4 separate regions of the Sus scrofa genome follow, and all the other regions are linked to region 1. The links are chromatin contacts, called in public Hi-C and HiChIP or PLAC-seq maps. All regions are on one chromosome and are shown on one strand. The core of a region is the stretch at or near the end of the contact, and the rest is flanking DNA. Distances in the headings are between cores, read along the strand shown.

The links. A called contact is a pair of places that touch in the nucleus more often than the background predicts. HiChIP or PLAC-seq counts read pairs in DNA pulled down with a chosen protein or histone mark.
Region 2: a Hi-C map of skeletal muscle shows a contact between it and region 1, with 6 times the contacts expected there. The contact joins the enhancer-like site here to the promoter of SGK1 in region 1. A contact is called at or near these places in 1 of 5 promoter capture datasets (liver), 16 of 47 Hi-C or Micro-C datasets (adipose tissue, alveolar macrophages, brain and 10 more) and 2 of 2 datasets of contacts at active chromatin or transcription factors (alveolar macrophages and skeletal muscle).
Region 3: a Hi-C map of liver shows a contact between it and region 1, with 4 times the contacts expected there. The contact joins the enhancer-like site here to the promoter of SGK1 in region 1. A contact is called at or near these places in 2 of 5 promoter capture datasets (fetal skeletal muscle and liver), 27 of 47 Hi-C or Micro-C datasets (alveolar macrophages, blood, brain and 15 more) and 2 of 2 datasets of contacts at active chromatin or transcription factors (alveolar macrophages and skeletal muscle).
Region 4: an H3K27ac HiChIP or PLAC-seq map of alveolar macrophages shows a contact between it and region 1. The contact joins the enhancer-like site here to the promoter of SGK1 in region 1. A contact is called at or near these places in 2 of 5 promoter capture datasets (fetal skeletal muscle and liver), 28 of 47 Hi-C or Micro-C datasets (adipose tissue, alveolar macrophages, blood and 16 more) and 2 of 2 datasets of contacts at active chromatin or transcription factors (alveolar macrophages and skeletal muscle).

Annotation. Positions count from the first base shown.
Region 1 is chr1:29,745,737-29,749,493 of Sscrofa11.1, forward strand. SGK1 (serum/glucocorticoid regulated kinase 1) reads left to right here and starts at 2,159. Exons shown (of 12, transcript NM_001244459.1): 1 at 2,159-2,287; 2 at 2,423-2,498; 3 at 2,954-3,029; 4 at 3,441-3,545; 5 at 3,650-3,733. The coding sequence starts at 2,212.
Region 2 is chr1:29,100,615-29,104,371 of Sscrofa11.1, forward strand. No RefSeq gene overlaps it. Among named protein-coding and RNA genes, the nearest start is that of ALDH8A1, 42 kb to the left of the region's middle. Within about 2 kb of position 1,612, at least 29 of the 83 cell types and tissues checked have an H3K27ac peak or open chromatin away from gene starts, as enhancers often do. A contact at or near this core is called in adipose tissue, alveolar macrophages, liver and 3 more, where this site is marked.
Region 3 is chr1:29,143,339-29,147,095 of Sscrofa11.1, forward strand. No RefSeq gene overlaps it. Among named protein-coding and RNA genes, the nearest start is that of ALDH8A1, 85 kb to the left of the region's middle. Within about 2 kb of position 1,788, at least 4 of the 83 cell types and tissues checked have an H3K27ac peak or open chromatin away from gene starts, as enhancers often do. A contact at or near this core is called in fetal liver and liver, where this site is marked.
Region 4 is chr1:29,167,716-29,171,472 of Sscrofa11.1, forward strand. No RefSeq gene overlaps it. Among named protein-coding and RNA genes, the nearest start is that of ALDH8A1, 110 kb to the left of the region's middle. Within about 2 kb of position 2,061, at least 3 of the 83 cell types and tissues checked have an H3K27ac peak or open chromatin away from gene starts, as enhancers often do. A contact at or near this core is called in alveolar macrophages, fetal liver and liver, where this site is marked.

The sequences.
Region 1 (3,757 bases), core at 909-3,408:
CAGAGCAAGATTTCCCAGCCAGTCTCCAGGAGAGAGGATGTGTGTTTTCTTCTGTCAGTTTGGGGCTGTTGTAACTGACCAAACCAAGAAGCAAGTGAGGTTGCAGATCACATTAGGACAAATGAGATGGTTGTGCCTGCAAAATAAATTCCTGCCCAGAACCAAAGAAAAACCAGCTTCAGATGCTATTCTTGGTTTGACAGCTGGTATTTCAGAGTGTATCGATCCAGTAGGCACCTCTAACATGGCAGGACCGATGGCGGCAAGGGGTCATGGCAGGGCAGCCACTGCAGACAGCACTGACAGGCGCCAGGTACCTGGCCCTGCAAATATAGTCACTTGCAGCCTTCTCTCCTCTCCTGGCCCATTCGTTGCGCTCGTGGCTTCGCCGGCCGGCGCTGGCTGGAGTCCTGGCCCCAGCGGTCAGACTGCAGCTCCCAGCATCTCGCAGCGGCGGGGTTACTGGAAGGCATGGCACCGCTGCTCTGCAGAGCTTCCCTCCCTCCTTTGCTTTCTGGAGCGGAGGCACCGGCTAATCTTTGAGGAGTTGAGGAGTCACAGTTATCTGGGACTTGAGAGAGCAAGGTGGAAAACTATTAAGAAGGCTCCTGGGTCAGCCCTGCTTGAAATAAACCGAAGGAGGGGCAGGGAAGAGGAGCCTAAACTGAAGGATTTGAAGACAATGGGATACAGCCTCACGGAGTTTTCTGGTGGGGGAGTGGGAGAGGGAACCTCGGGAGTCGAAGCTGCCCAGTTGCCGACTCCGCGGCGTCCCGGGGTCACGCCAGGTCGGTCCCCTAACTTGCCATCTCTTCACGTGTTCTTGGCATGACGGGGATTAAAAATGCAAGGAAAAAAAGCATATGCCCAACGGACAGAATGTTCCCAAAGATTACTTGGGGGGGGGGACTGAAATGCAGATTTTTTTTTCCACTTTAGTGCAGAGACGAATTTTATTTCCGCCCCCTCCCCTCCACATTCCTGACCTCTCCCTCCCCCTTCCCTCTTTCTTTCCTTCCTTCCTCCTCTTCCAAGTTCTGGGATTTTTCAGCCTTGCTTGGCTTTGGCCAAAAGCACAAAAAAGGCGTTTTCGGAAGCGGCTCGGCCGTGCACAAGGGCCATTTGTTTGTTTTGGGACTCTGGGCAGGAAATCTTGCCCGGCCTGAGTCACGGCGGCTCCTTCAAGGAAACGTCAGTGTTCTCTTGTCGCCCTCGCCCGCTGCGCGCCCCGCCGCCGCTGCCCATGGGGGAGATGCAGGGCGCACTGGCCAGGACCCGGCTCGAGTCCCTGCTCCGGCCCCGCCACAAAAAGAGGGCCGAGGTGCAGAAAAGGAGTGAGTCCTTCCTTCTGACCGGACTAGGTAAGGACCGCTGCCGGCACTCTGGGGACTTTTCTCCCCCACTCATCCACTAGTTGCTCGGACCTGGCGAGTGGGGCTGGGTATTTGGGGTTGTACTGAGGGTGGCGGGCTGGGGCCGGGGTAGGAGGGCGGCGGGAACGGGGGGACCGGCCGGGAGCCCTGGCCCCACACTGACCCTGAAGATAAGGGCACGCTGAGCTGCCCTCGCCCGGCGCTGCCGCCCTGCGCGGGAGAGATAACCCGGGTTGGTGGTGCACAGCCGCCCGGCAAGCGCTGCGGAGGCTGCTGCGCGAATTAAGGGAGAGGGTCAGGGTCGGAGCCAGGGCTCGGGGTGAATCCGAACTAAGGGCTTGAGAAACTAGAGCGGGCACCGAGCCACCCCGATCGCCGCGCACCGAGCCGAAAGCGCTCAGATTTCCTGATTTGCCTAGACTCTGATTTCCTCGCCGAGCGGAATAAATGAGAAAGGTGGAAAATTACTCCGGCCGCTCCCTCGCTCCCCACCCCCTTCTTTTGCGGTTTCCCTCTCTCCGGCTCGGGAGCCGAGGGAAGCCGATAACAGCCCCGCGCCTGGCCCTCCCCAGGCGGTCCCCGCTTCCCCCCCCTCTTCTGCTCGCGGATGGTCCTCTGACCGGGGGCGGAACCGCCCGCAGCCAGCCGCTTCGCCGCCGGTCGAGCCGCAGGCAGCCGGGGGCGGGGCCGGGGCGGGGCCAGGCAGCGCCACTTCCTCATTGTTGCGTGGGCCCCGCCCCCGCGGCGACAAAACGCTTATAAAGGCGGTGGCAGTGCGGGAGCGCAGTGTTGGCTGAGCAGGTCTCCCTTCGCTAGCAACTCCCTGTTCTCTGTGACGATGACAGTGAAAACCGAGGCTGCTAGGAACACACTCACTTACTCCAGAATGAGGGGAATGGTAGCAATTCTCATCGGTGAGTGTAGGAATACGGCTGGATTTCTAGGTTTCGCGAAGTGGAAATTTTGCAAAGTCCCGGATCAGATTAGTGTGCGTGGCGTTGGATGTTACAATACCGTCTAAACATGTATTTCTCCTCTCTAATTCACAGCTTTCATGAAACAGAGAAGGATGGGCCTGAACGACTTTATTCAGAAGATTGCCAATAATTCCTATGCATGCAAACAGTAAGTTGGGGGGCGATTTGGGAAAATAAACATAAGTAGTAAAATTTTCCATTTACCAGTAGTGAAGACACATTCTCATCAGTATATGGATCAGGATGCTAAAGACTTTCTGGGGGGGAGGGGGCGGGTCCGTTTTCTCTTTAGGTTCTAATTATTTAAAACATTTGAAACATTAGAATTAATTAGCTGATTGGGCTTGTTCTAGAAATTCAAGAGGAAACTTTCATGTGTGCCTAATTAATCCCCTCTCTCCACAAAGGACAACCGTCCTCTCTGTAGTTAACTGGGTTTATTCTTTTCTTTGGCGATTATTTTCTTTAGCTGAGTAGTTGATTTGGATGTTTTTAGTTGAAACACTGAATTCTCCGGAAAAGTTGAGCCAGAAATTCACTGTTGGTGTTGTTCTGCCCCCTTGTGGAGAGCGAGCAGGTTCTAACTTCTTCCTTTCTTTGCAGCTCTGAAGTTCAGTCCATTTTGAAAATCTCTCAACCTCAGGAGCCTGAGCTTATGAATGCCAACCCTTCTCCTCCTGTAAGTGTCCTCTGTTGTGATGCATCAATGGAGAAATCTTGTAAATGAGTCATATAAGTCTTCCTACATTGTTGAGTTAAAACAGCATTTCTAGAAGTTAGTGTCAAGGCAGGAATGCCTCATTAGTGCATGGCAAACAAGTGACATAAGTAAGCACTTAAGTATGAGTCAGTGGAGTATTTTAAAAGGCATATTTCATAAGGGTATTTTCTGTTTAACAATAGCACGACTGTACAATTTCCATACGATAGTCACATGTATAGATGAAAAGTAGTTTGGAATGTGTTTATAGATATATGGGGACCTGCCTCAGTCATCTGTAGATGTATTCTCCTTTACATTGCCTGTACTGTATAACTGATAATCTTCCTTTGAAGCAAGGCTATTAAAAGAAAACATTTTATTTTCCAGCCAAGTCCTTCTCAGCAAATCAACCTGGGCCCATCTTCCAATCCTCATGCTAAACCGTCTGACTTTCACTTCTTGAAAGTGATTGGGAAGGGCAGTTTTGGAAAGGTAATTTCACATCTGAATTTTTCATTATTTGCAGTCCTTCGTATGCTCATTTTACATACTCCCTGAATGTGGCCAGCAAAATTGACTTTTAATTTAAATTTCAGGTTCTTCTAGCAAGACACAAAGCAGAAGAAGCATTCTATGCAGTCAAAGTTTTACAAAAGAAGGCGATCCTGAAAAAGAAGGAGGTATGAGTTGGGCTTGGTGGGTGG
Region 2 (3,757 bases), core at 362-2,861, 650 kb before region 1:
GCCAGTTCTCCACAATGAGAGATCAGGAATGCATCTTGCACTGTATATATCCCTCAATATAAAAAATGCCTTGTGTGTAATAGGACTTGTCAGAAACAGGATTTTCTTCATGTGGCCAAATTCTAGAGCTGAAGCAAGATTTGGAGATCCGACAAGTTTGTTGATGGATATAGTGGAGTCTGAATGAAAGAACACTTTAGATCTTTGAACCTAGCCATATACTCAAAATAAGCGATTTTGACTAAGTGGCTTTTATTAGTACCTATTACTGAGGCTAATTTATAAAGAAAGATATATAGCATGGATGAAGAGTTTGATGCAAAAGTAAGTCTAAAACATCACAAAAATTAACCTATGGAGAAATATTTCCACAGTTTGACGGTCATGTCAAAGTTTAAGGTGCAGCTTCTGATTAAGACTAATGCTCTTGATTCCGTGTTTTGTGACACCCCAGACTGGTGATTTCTCAGAATTTGTACTCACTACATGCAGCACCATGGTATTCCAGAAGGTGGCGCTGCTTTTCTGCAGAAATTTTTCGTGATCCGCTCAACAGCCTCCTCATTTGCATTACTGCTGCAAAGACTTGGCCAGAAAGCAATCTGAATATTTTATATTAGCGGAAATAGGAATTGCTTACATTTATTATATATTCCCCGATAAATGCAGGTTTCAGAAAGTTAGATTTTTTAAAAATGGCTTTCAATTTTTTTTGCATTTCTGACATTGAGAGACCAAGTTCCTCATTATCCCTGAACACTTTCAGATCTTTCAGATATATAATGGGTTGAGGGGACTGAGAGGACTTGAGTAGGCATCTAGGCCACCCTTCCTTTCTTTAGGTGAGGATCATATAGTCCAGATCCCTGACCAGGTCATCCATAAAGTCAAAGGCAGAGCCAGGAGTCAAACTCAGATCCCTTCACCATCCCATCCTATCCCTGCTGTTAGTTGGCATGTATCAGTTAAGCATCAGGTATGCCTCGCTGCTAAGTGTAAGGTGACAAAAGCCAATATCCATCTCATTCTGAGGATCTGCTATGGGGAGTCCTCAAATAGGAGTGTGTGTGTGTGTGTGTGTGTGTGTGTGTGTGTGTGTGTGTGTAGAACAGGGGTTCTGTACAATGATTTGTCTCATTCTTTTTTGCAGCATCTGACCCAGGGTAAGCCCTCAACAAGTATTTTTTGAGTAAATGAAGGATGGAAGGAAATGAAGAAAGGAAGGAAGGAGAGAAGGAGAGGAAAGGGAAGGAAGGGAGGAAAGGAAGAAAAGAGGGGAAAGAAGGATCGGAAAGAGAACAGAAAGCGTGGAGGAGAGGGAGGGAGCCCAGCGACTTGGAGCACCGCTTATCACCAGCAACAGCCAGAAGGTAGGGGCTGGGATGATTCACCCTGGGTCAGAGCGCTCTGAGAAATAGGATGGAGAACACTTTCTGGCCAACTGGGTTATTTTATTAGCTCTTATTTCATCCTATTTTGACTCAGAGTAAATTAAAAGGTGAATTTGGCGGCTTGTAAGTCTCGGGGAGGCTAAGTCTCCACCTGCCTCTGGTGTCGAGTCTGGCGGCGCTGGGAGGACATCCGCCCCCTCTCCCAGCCTCTCCCCCGCCCTTTCTCCCAGCCTCTCCCCCGCCCCCACTGGGTTCCCTCTGCTAACATCCTGGAAACTGCCCATTCATAGGGCAGACGGGACGTGGAAGATTTTGGGAAGAAGTCCATATTCAGAGTCAGAAAAATTCCAGGAAATCCAAACACATGGTTTTATTAGATTCAAGTCTAGAATAAGAATTATCGGTCTCAGTGCAAGCAGAGCAGAGAGGCAACCGCCCGAGACAGGAAGCACCGCCTCGCCTTTGAATACTCAAAGGCGAAGTACTGGCTTTTCTGTCTTGTGATTTATCTAATTCTAGAGGCAAAGCCTAAATGCCCTGAATTTTATTTCTGTGATTTTCCTTAAGATCCAGTCCCTCCATGGGGATTTTTATGTTTTATGCCATGGATCTCGCTTGACCTAATCAGCCATCAAAAATCATCTACCCTATGTCCCACTACTTTTGGGGTTTTTTTGGCTGCACTCTTGTTACTGGAAGTTCTCAGGCCAGGGATGGAACCCTGGCAATGACAATGCCAGATCCTTAACCTGCTGAGCCATCAGGCAACTCCCTATGTCCCATTCTTTCCCTTGCTAATTGACTAAATAATCTGAAGTGATAATTCCTATCTTAGAGACATATTTAATTTTTAAAAATTTTTGTTGAAAGATAGTTATTTACAATGTTGTGTTAATTTTAGGTATACAGTAAAGTGATTCAGTTATACATGCACACACACATATATTTTTTTCATATTTTCTGTTATAGATTATTACAAGATATTGACTATAGTTCCCTGTGCTATACAGTAGGTCTTTATTTATGTTTTATATATAGTTCTGTATATGTGTTTATCCCACACTTCTCATTTATTCCAACCCCTCTTTTGCCTTTGGTAACCATAAGATTGTTTTCTATATCTGTGAGTCTATTTCTGTTTTGTAAATAAGTTCATTTGTATCATTTTTTTAGATTACATTAGAAGTGATATTGTATGATATTTGTCTTTCTCTGTCTTACTTCACTTAGTATGACAATCTCTAAGTCCATCTATGTTGCTACAAAAATTATTTTTTATGTCTGAGTAGTATTCCACTGTACATATGTACCACATCTTCTTTAACCATTCATCTATAAGATGGACATTTAGGTAGCTTCAATGTCTTGGCAACTGTAAATGGTGCTGCAGTGAACACTGGGATGCATATATCTTTTTGAATTATAGTTTTCTCAGGATATATGCTCAGGAGTGGGATTGTGGGATCATGTGGTAACTCTATTTTTAGTTTTCCTAAGGAAGCTCCTAACCATTCTCCATAGTGGCTGCACCAATTTATATTCCTACCAACAGTGTAGGAGGGTCCCTTTTCCTCCACACCCTCTCCAGCATTTATTTATTTATTTATTCATTTGTTATGGCCACACCCATGTCCTGCAGAAGTTCTTGGGCCAGGGATCAAACCTGCACCACAACAGTGCCCCAAGCCACAGCAGTGACAATGCTGGATCCTTCATCTGCTGAGGCACCAGAGACCTCCCTCCAGCATTTATTATTTGTAGACTTTTTGAAAATGGCCATTCTCATTGGTGCAAGTGATGCCTCAATGTTGTTTTGATTTGTGGGACATACTTGATTTTTCACACGGACCTGGACCCAAAATGCTTTATCTCAGGAGTTAAATCTATGCTGCCTGTGGAGATTTCTGACATTATATCAGGTCGTGAGGGAAGTGGGGTCGAATCCCTTCTTACTCCACTTGGAGGCCTGCCAGACACACCACCTGGGCAGCCGTATGATCACGCCAGTGCATGAAGAGGTTGTATCAGAAAGTCATTCACTTAGCAAACATGACTGAGGAACTGCTAGGTGCCAGGCGCTATGTTGTCAGGGCCTCCGGCTCAAAGGTACCCACCATGGAAAGGAGGGTCTGTGCCCTTGGGGAAGAGATAGTCAGGGGCTTTGGCAAGGACTGATGGGGGAGAGCATCAGGAGATCAGGGGAGAAGCGGATGGTATTCAGGCAGCCGTATGATCACGCCAGTGCATGAAGAGGTTGTATCAGAAAAGATAGATTGCAGCACTGGGTAGTTGCCCAGTGCAGATGGACAAGGAAAGCATCGAGTGATTCTAGTTTATTTTAGAAACCTGCAGGTAAAATGAAGAGT
Region 3 (3,757 bases), core at 538-3,037, 600 kb before region 1:
GTTTGAATGAAGAGAAACCTCTATTTCTGTTGCTCTGGGATTGACTGGGAGTTTGGGGTTGACAGATGCAAGCTATTACATTTAGAATGGATAGGCAATGAGGTCCTACTGTATAGCACAGGGAACGCTCTCCAGTCTCTCGGGATAAAACATGATGGAAGATAACATAAGAGAATGTATATATAGGTATGAGTGTGTCACTTTGCAGCAGAAATTGGCACAACATTGTAAATCAATTATGCTTTAATAAAAAAACTCTATGTCTCTATTATGCCAAGATTCACTTATAACATTCTCTCTACAAAAACAAAGTGGAAATGCACAGGAGGGAAGCACTTGCAATAATCCTGGGGTTCTAGAACTAGGCTGACTGGGTTTCCTATTTAAGAGATGATATGCTTAGCTCTCAGTTTTCACATGGGCAGAATGTAGTAGAATACATCTCATAGGGTTGTTGTAAGGATTAAATGAGGTGACGTAGGTAAGGACTTTAGACCAGGGCCTGATGCTCGTAAGCCCTCTATACTGGTTAGCTGTTACCATCATCACCTGGGCACTTGGTTGTACCAGCCATCCCTTAGTGTCCACAGGGGACTGGTTTCAGGACACCCCATGGATACCAAAATCCATGGATGCTCAAGTCCCTTGTATAAAGTGGTGCTGTACTATTTTCAATAGCGAAGACATGGAAACAACCTAAATGTCCATTGACAGAGGAGTGGATCAAGAAGATGTGGTACATATACACAATGAATATTACTCAGCCATTAAAAGGAACGAAATACCAGCATTTTTAGCAACATGGATGGACCTAGAAATTATCATGTTAAGTGAAGTCAGCCATACAATGTGACACCAACATCAAATGCTTTCACTGACACATGGAATCTGAAAAAAGGACAGACTGAACTTCTTTGCGGAACAGATGCTGACTCACAGGCATTGAAAAACTCATGGTCTCCGGAGGAGACAGTTTGGGGGGTGGGGGGATGTGCTTGGGTTGTGGGATGGAAATCCTGTGAAATTGGATTGTTAGGATCATTATACAACTACAGATGTGATAAATTCATTTGAATAATAAAAAAATAATAAAGTGGTGCTGTATAGCCAGCTCTGCATATCTGTGGGTTCCACATCTATGGATCCAGAGGCAGAGCCAGTGGTGCTAAATTAATGCTGTCTTACTCCACAATATGAATATTGTGGAGTCCTAATGAATGGGAGACTACTTGAAGGCTGGTCAAGTTAATCCTCAGCTGTTTGTGACTGAATACAGGAACACTAGAGAATTTTTTGTTCCAATGGTTGGTGGTAATTTCTCTGACAGGTACCAAATGCATGATAGTTTTACTCAAATAATTACTTTCTACACTAGGTCCACGAGCAGTTTAGTCAATATTTCTAGATTTCATCTAAAATATCAAGTTTTCCAATTTACTCATGCTGGCTAAACCTTGAATTATTATTCCAGGCACAAAACTAGGGCCAGTTTAGGAAATCAGTGGGAAATCTCTCTCTGAATTTTAACATTAAAAAAAATAGTGCCTGATTTTAGAGCTTAATGAATTAAAGTAGGTTTAGTGCAAGTGTGTACTACAAGCATGAAATAGCACAGGGAGAAAGTGGCATTTTGGATCAAAGGGAAAACAATAGCATGGAAAATAGGTTATTAAACTCTGTGCCATTTGCTCACTTTTTCGGTAATGTTTAACATGGTTTATTGATCACAATAGCCTTGATTTGTACATGGGAGCAGAAGATTACATTGCGGGCATCAGACCAACCCTTGTATACAACATCTACAAGCCAAAGATTTCATTAATAATTGATTTTAGGAGGATGGTACAAGCCCATATGGGCCTGTCTTTTGCCAGCTTGCTTCATCACAATGTACTGTTTGATTTATGAATAATTGTAGGGTATTAGTTCTGGAAGCTGCTACAGATTGGAAGTTGGAGGACACATCAGCGGCTCAGCCAGAGTCAGGTGTTCTGACTCCTTTTCAAAACCTTTTACACTAAACATACATGGAGTCTTTCATTAATAGAATCTGGACCTTGGATACAGATGTGAAAATCAGACAGGTCATTAATAGAAACAATTTCTCCAAGCAGCTCATTACAGGTGAACTTCAAATCTTCTTGCCTGCATCTTCTATGGAGCTGCCCCATGAGGCTGAATATCTAGGTCAGAGACCACGAAGCTTGGGTCCAGAAATTGTTCAGTGAGACACGCACTGTCCCTGGTAAGTGGGGAAAGTGTCACGTAGCCCAATTCACAGTCCAGAACTCTACCCAGTGTTGAATAACATACTCACCCGGAAACTATAGTTTTACTGCTCACGAAAACCCAAGATGCCAGGTAGAATCAAGAGATCCTGATTTTCCCAGGGATCTGGTTTGCTCTGCTCCAGCAGACTGCCTACTCTCCTATGCTGAAGGCCACGGTGTGCACTCTCAGCTCCACCCTCAAGCTCTCATCTTGCCTTTCTGCTTGGCAATTGAAGGGTCATGTGTCTTCCATGTCTATTTCAGGTGCCCCTTCTTGTGGACCAATAGCAAGAAAGGCATTTTCTGCTTGGTGTTCAGCTTGGCCCTGGTCATCCTCAGATTCCCAATTTGTGGGCCACTACCACTCTGCTATTGGCCCTATTGGCCTGTGTCTGGCAACCCAGACTCTTGTTTGTCTAAGAGGACATTCACTCCATGAGTTGCCAATGGTATGAATTTTTTTTTTTTTGCCCTCAGTTTTTATTTTGTATTTTTCATTATTTTTCCATTTTTTAAAATTATAGTTGATTTATACTGTTGTGCCAATTTATGCTGTACAGCGAAGTGACACAATCCTACATATACATACATTCCCTTCCTTGTATTATCTCCCATCATGGTCTATCCCAAGAGCCTGGGTTTAGTTCCCTGTGCTATATGATAGGACCTCATTGTTCATCCATTCTAAATGTAACATTTGCATCTACTAACCTCAAACTCCCAGGCTATCCCTCTCCCACCTTGGCAAACACAAGTCTGTTCTTTTTGTCTGTGAGTCTGTTTCTGTTTTGTAGGTAGGTTCATTTGTGCCATATTTTAGATTCCACATATAAGTGATATACAATTGTATGAATTTATCATAATTTACTGCCTGTAGTTGTGGTTGAGGCCAGAATATTGTTCCTGGGCTGCTGTGGCTTTCCTTTCCTGGGGGGTCCAGCTTCAACCCTGGCTGATCTGTTACATGGCTAAGGACTCCAGGGATCACAAGGGGTATGGTCCCCACCCTCCTGTGCTCACAGCAGCAACTACCAGCTAGAGATGATGGAACTCACACTGTCAGGGGCTTACCAGCACCCTTGGTTATAGGGCATCCAGGTGCACCCTAGGACCACACAATGCCATGGCTCAACCTGGCAAGAGAAGGCCAACAACATCATCCATAGGCTCCATCAGGGGGTGCATGGGTACATGGCCATGGCTTGAAGCCTTGAAATAGAAACAGAATGCAAGTTAGGACTGCAACAAAAGCCCTGGGAAAACCTGAAAATTTGCAAAGAGTGGCCCCTTGAATTTCCCAGCCTTTCCAAAGATTACATTTTGTGAATAAAAGCTCCACCTCGACTTCCTGTTTGTTTGTTTGTTTTTATAGACACATCTGTGGCATATGGAAGTTCTTGGGCCAGAGGTTGAAATGGAGCAGCAGCTGTAGACCTACCTCACAGCCACAGCAACACAGGATCCAAGTCATATCTGTGACCTATACT
Region 4 (3,757 bases), core at 811-3,310, 580 kb before region 1:
AATAACTCTTAAGTTAAATGTCGTCTGGAAAACAATTTCTTATTATTCCCAATAGAAATAAATTTTCTGCTACAGCAGCTCAGGGCCTCCCTATTGAACTCTTTCATTCATTCATTCCACATACAATCTGGGCACTTGCTGTCCAGCAGTACGGTGCCTTCACGTGCTTGCAGATTATGTTTGCACTGATTGTTTCCCTGTGACTAGACACTTAATACCATCTCAACAGGGACAGAATGTAAATATGAGTGCAAGGTACAAATGAAACCTTTTCTTCTTAAGATGAAGAATTTTCAAGACATGTCATCAATTATTTCTGTGAAACACCACCACATAAAAAACTGTTTCCACAACATGATTTGAAGAAAGAGATTTATTTATAGGTTACTAGAGCTTAGGATCTGGCTGGACGATTCATCTTTTCACAACAGATTTTCAGAACACTCTGTTAAATTTTGAGTTTCTTCGCATCCACAGAGGGAGGATCCAGCCAACTTTTTTTTGGTTTGTTTTTTGGTCTTTTGTCTTTTAGGCTCATGTGCATGGCATATGGAGGTTCCCAGGCTGGGGGTTCTATCGGAGTTGCAACCACCAGCCACCACCACAGCCATAGGAACACAGGATCTAAGCCACATCTGCGAACTATACCACAGCTCACAGCAATGCCAGATCCTTAACCCACTGAGTGAGGCCAGGGGTCAAACCCATGTCCTCATTGGATACTGGTCGGGTTCGTTAACCACTGAGCCATGACGGGAACTCCAGTCAACTTTATATTTGCTTTGTAAAAGTCTCTCCATCATGCACAGCTTTTCTAGAGCATAAATCTCATAATACTTCCTATGCCTCCCGTGTAACATTAAATGAAACAATTGAAAGCAGTGTCAAGGGAAAGTAAAAAAATTGTTTAAATTCTCCTTAAAAAAAAAAAAATGGCCAAGACCAGAGCTTGTCTTGCCTGGTGTAACAACAGCCAGTGTTTTTTTTTGTGGCTTACAGTGGACTAAGCCACATATGAAGCCATTTGATCCTAGCGGCAACCCTGAGAGATTGGCACCGTTTCTTTCCCTGTTTTACAGATGAGACCTATAGGCATGGAGGTCAGGTAAAGTGCCCAAGGTCTCAACTGCTAGAAAGTGCAGTTTCAGAGTATGAACTTGGACAAGCTGGCTCCAGCGTTGGTGCTCTTGACTCTTCCCCTAGTTTCAGAGAAGTACCAGGGACAAAGCAGCTGGTTATCATGTGCCAGTTCCCTTCTACCTCTCATGTCTTGATTTATTTCTGTCCCTATCTCAGCCTTGTTGGAAATGAGAAGCAAGTTCTAGATAAAATGGGAGAATTAAAATGACACATAGTTACTCTTTGGTCAAGGGCTCTAGTGTGGGAGTGTCCTGGGGGCTGAAGGCTGGGAGAAGGTGAAGGCAGAAAACAGGAAGCTATTTAAGTCAGACATCAGCCCCCATTATGATAATAAAAGTGTGAGCCCTCTCACTTTAATATCTAATAGGCCTGCTTCTTAGCTTATCAATTTATCTCTGACTTACCTCAAAGTTCACCCTGGTGAGAGTAGGGGTGAAGGATACAATGATTAGGGGGTGGGGAAGGGGGTGGAGGGAGAGGGATGGCTAGAAGAATAGAATTGACATATGATATCAGGATAAATTCAGATCAGGTAGGTCAAGAACAGATGTGGGAGGAGTTCCTGTCGTGGCTCAGTGGTTAACGAATCCTCCTAGGAACCATGAGGTTGTGGGTTCGATCCCTGGCCTTGCTCAGTGGGTTAAGGATCCGGCGTTGCTGTGAGCTGTGGTGTAGGCTGGTGGCTACAGCTCCGATTCGACCCCTAGCCTGGGAACCTCCATATGCCGCAAGAGTGGCCCAATAAAAGGCAAAAAGCCAAAAAAAAAAAAAGAACAGATGTGGGAAATCTAGGTGGAATGGCAGAACTAAAGAAAGCCTTTTTTTTTTTTTTTTAGATTTAAGGAAGTTGGACTACCACTGATAAGACTTGAGATCATCCTCATTTTTGTAGGAGTAGAAATGTGTGAGAGAAGCACGAGGTCAGGGTGAATGTCCTGGGTGTCAGAAAGGAGAGCGAGTGGGCGACTGGCATTGATCTGGAGCCAGGCTTGCATCAGCAATCTGCTAAGGGCCAAAAGGGCTGCAGCCAGAAAGGCATTTCCTAAGACAGGGTTTTTGAACTTCGCTGTGCACCGAAGGGCCGAGAGCCAAGAGAGAAATCACCTCACCAAAATAAGGCTTCCAGATATACCCAGGCCAGTCAGTGGATATGTGAGCCTTGCACTCAGAACCCACCTCACCTGAATCCCCTTGGAAGCATAGCCAGCCCCTTTGGAAGGCCTCCTTGCCTTGTGGCTGCAGGAGTGTTCAGTTCCATCCTGGACTCTGAGTGCAAAGTAGTGGCAGGTGTGTTACTTTTTGTTACTTGCACAGCAAGAGGGGACTTCTCTGCCTCTATGTGTCCTGGACATGTTACCGGCCTCTCACCTCCCTTTATGTCAAAAAGGAAATTTTTATCACTTGCGAAGGCTATCACGTGACCTGCAAGATGGTGGCCGCCAATCTGACAAGGAGGCTTCCAAACAAGCTTAATATCATTGAGTAAAGAAAAAGAAATTGAATGTTTGTTTTATTTCTTCATTAATATCTACAATGTTTGCCTTGTGCCATTCGGGCTTTAAATAAATATACTTAGTGGTGGACATTTACGTCAGTCATTTTATATTCTCCTCAGAGGAGTTCTAGCCTATGAACGAGGCCAGAATAAAGGTCTACTTTATCTTTTTTTTTTTTCTTCCCTGACTGTCTCTGACCATTTCTGATCGCCTGAGATTTGCTATGATGTGCAAAGCCAGCTGTCAGTAATCCAGGTGTGCTTCATTTTAAGAGAAAGTCAAGGTTAGAATGTCTACCAAAGACTTGGCTTTAAAGGTATTCATGACAGTTCTGCTCCAAATAAAGCTTCTCTTTTGCTTTTGGAAACCATTGGCATGCGCTTTTCCAGGAACAAGCTTACTTGGATGCTACAGCTTGTCCTGAGGAGAGGGAGAATGTTCAGGACTTCAGAGGGCACTGGAAGGATGCCCTTTGTGGGGGCACCCTGTGGCTTAGACATAGAACCTCCACAGGTCAGCATTGTCCTCCCCAGCTTTCTGGCCAGACATTTCCATCCTGACAGGGGTGCCTCTGAGGTCTAGAATGGGAAAGAGGTGAGGTCAGCCAGAGGCCTGGTGTAGCACAAGAAACAGCCCAGCCTGGGGCTTTGGGTGTCCTGAGGACCAAACCCACCTCCACCACTGACTGACATTGGGAGCTTGGGTACCAGTTTTAACCCCTGTGAGGCTTGGTCACCTTCCTGGGCAAGTAGAACAAGTCGCACATACTTCAGTGTTGTGGCTGAGACTAAATTCTCCCCTCCCCTTCCTGTCCTCAGTTTTGCTTGGACAGCTCATGCCCAGCCTTCATCTTTGGCTGAGATGCCAACTCCTCAGAAGCCTGCTCTGAACTTGTCTGGGTAGGAATCCTCCTGTGGCAGCACCTTTGTCCTCCTTTCCCATCATAATACTTTTCATACCACATGGCATCATGTCTCTTGCCCATTAAACTGCAAGTTCTGTGAGGACAGGAAGCAGATATATGTCTCGTTTATCTGCCATGCCTCAAAGCGCCTAGTCCACTGTCAGCTCTTGATACTTGTGGAATGGAACCAAATTCATGCATTTGAAATACCTAGTGC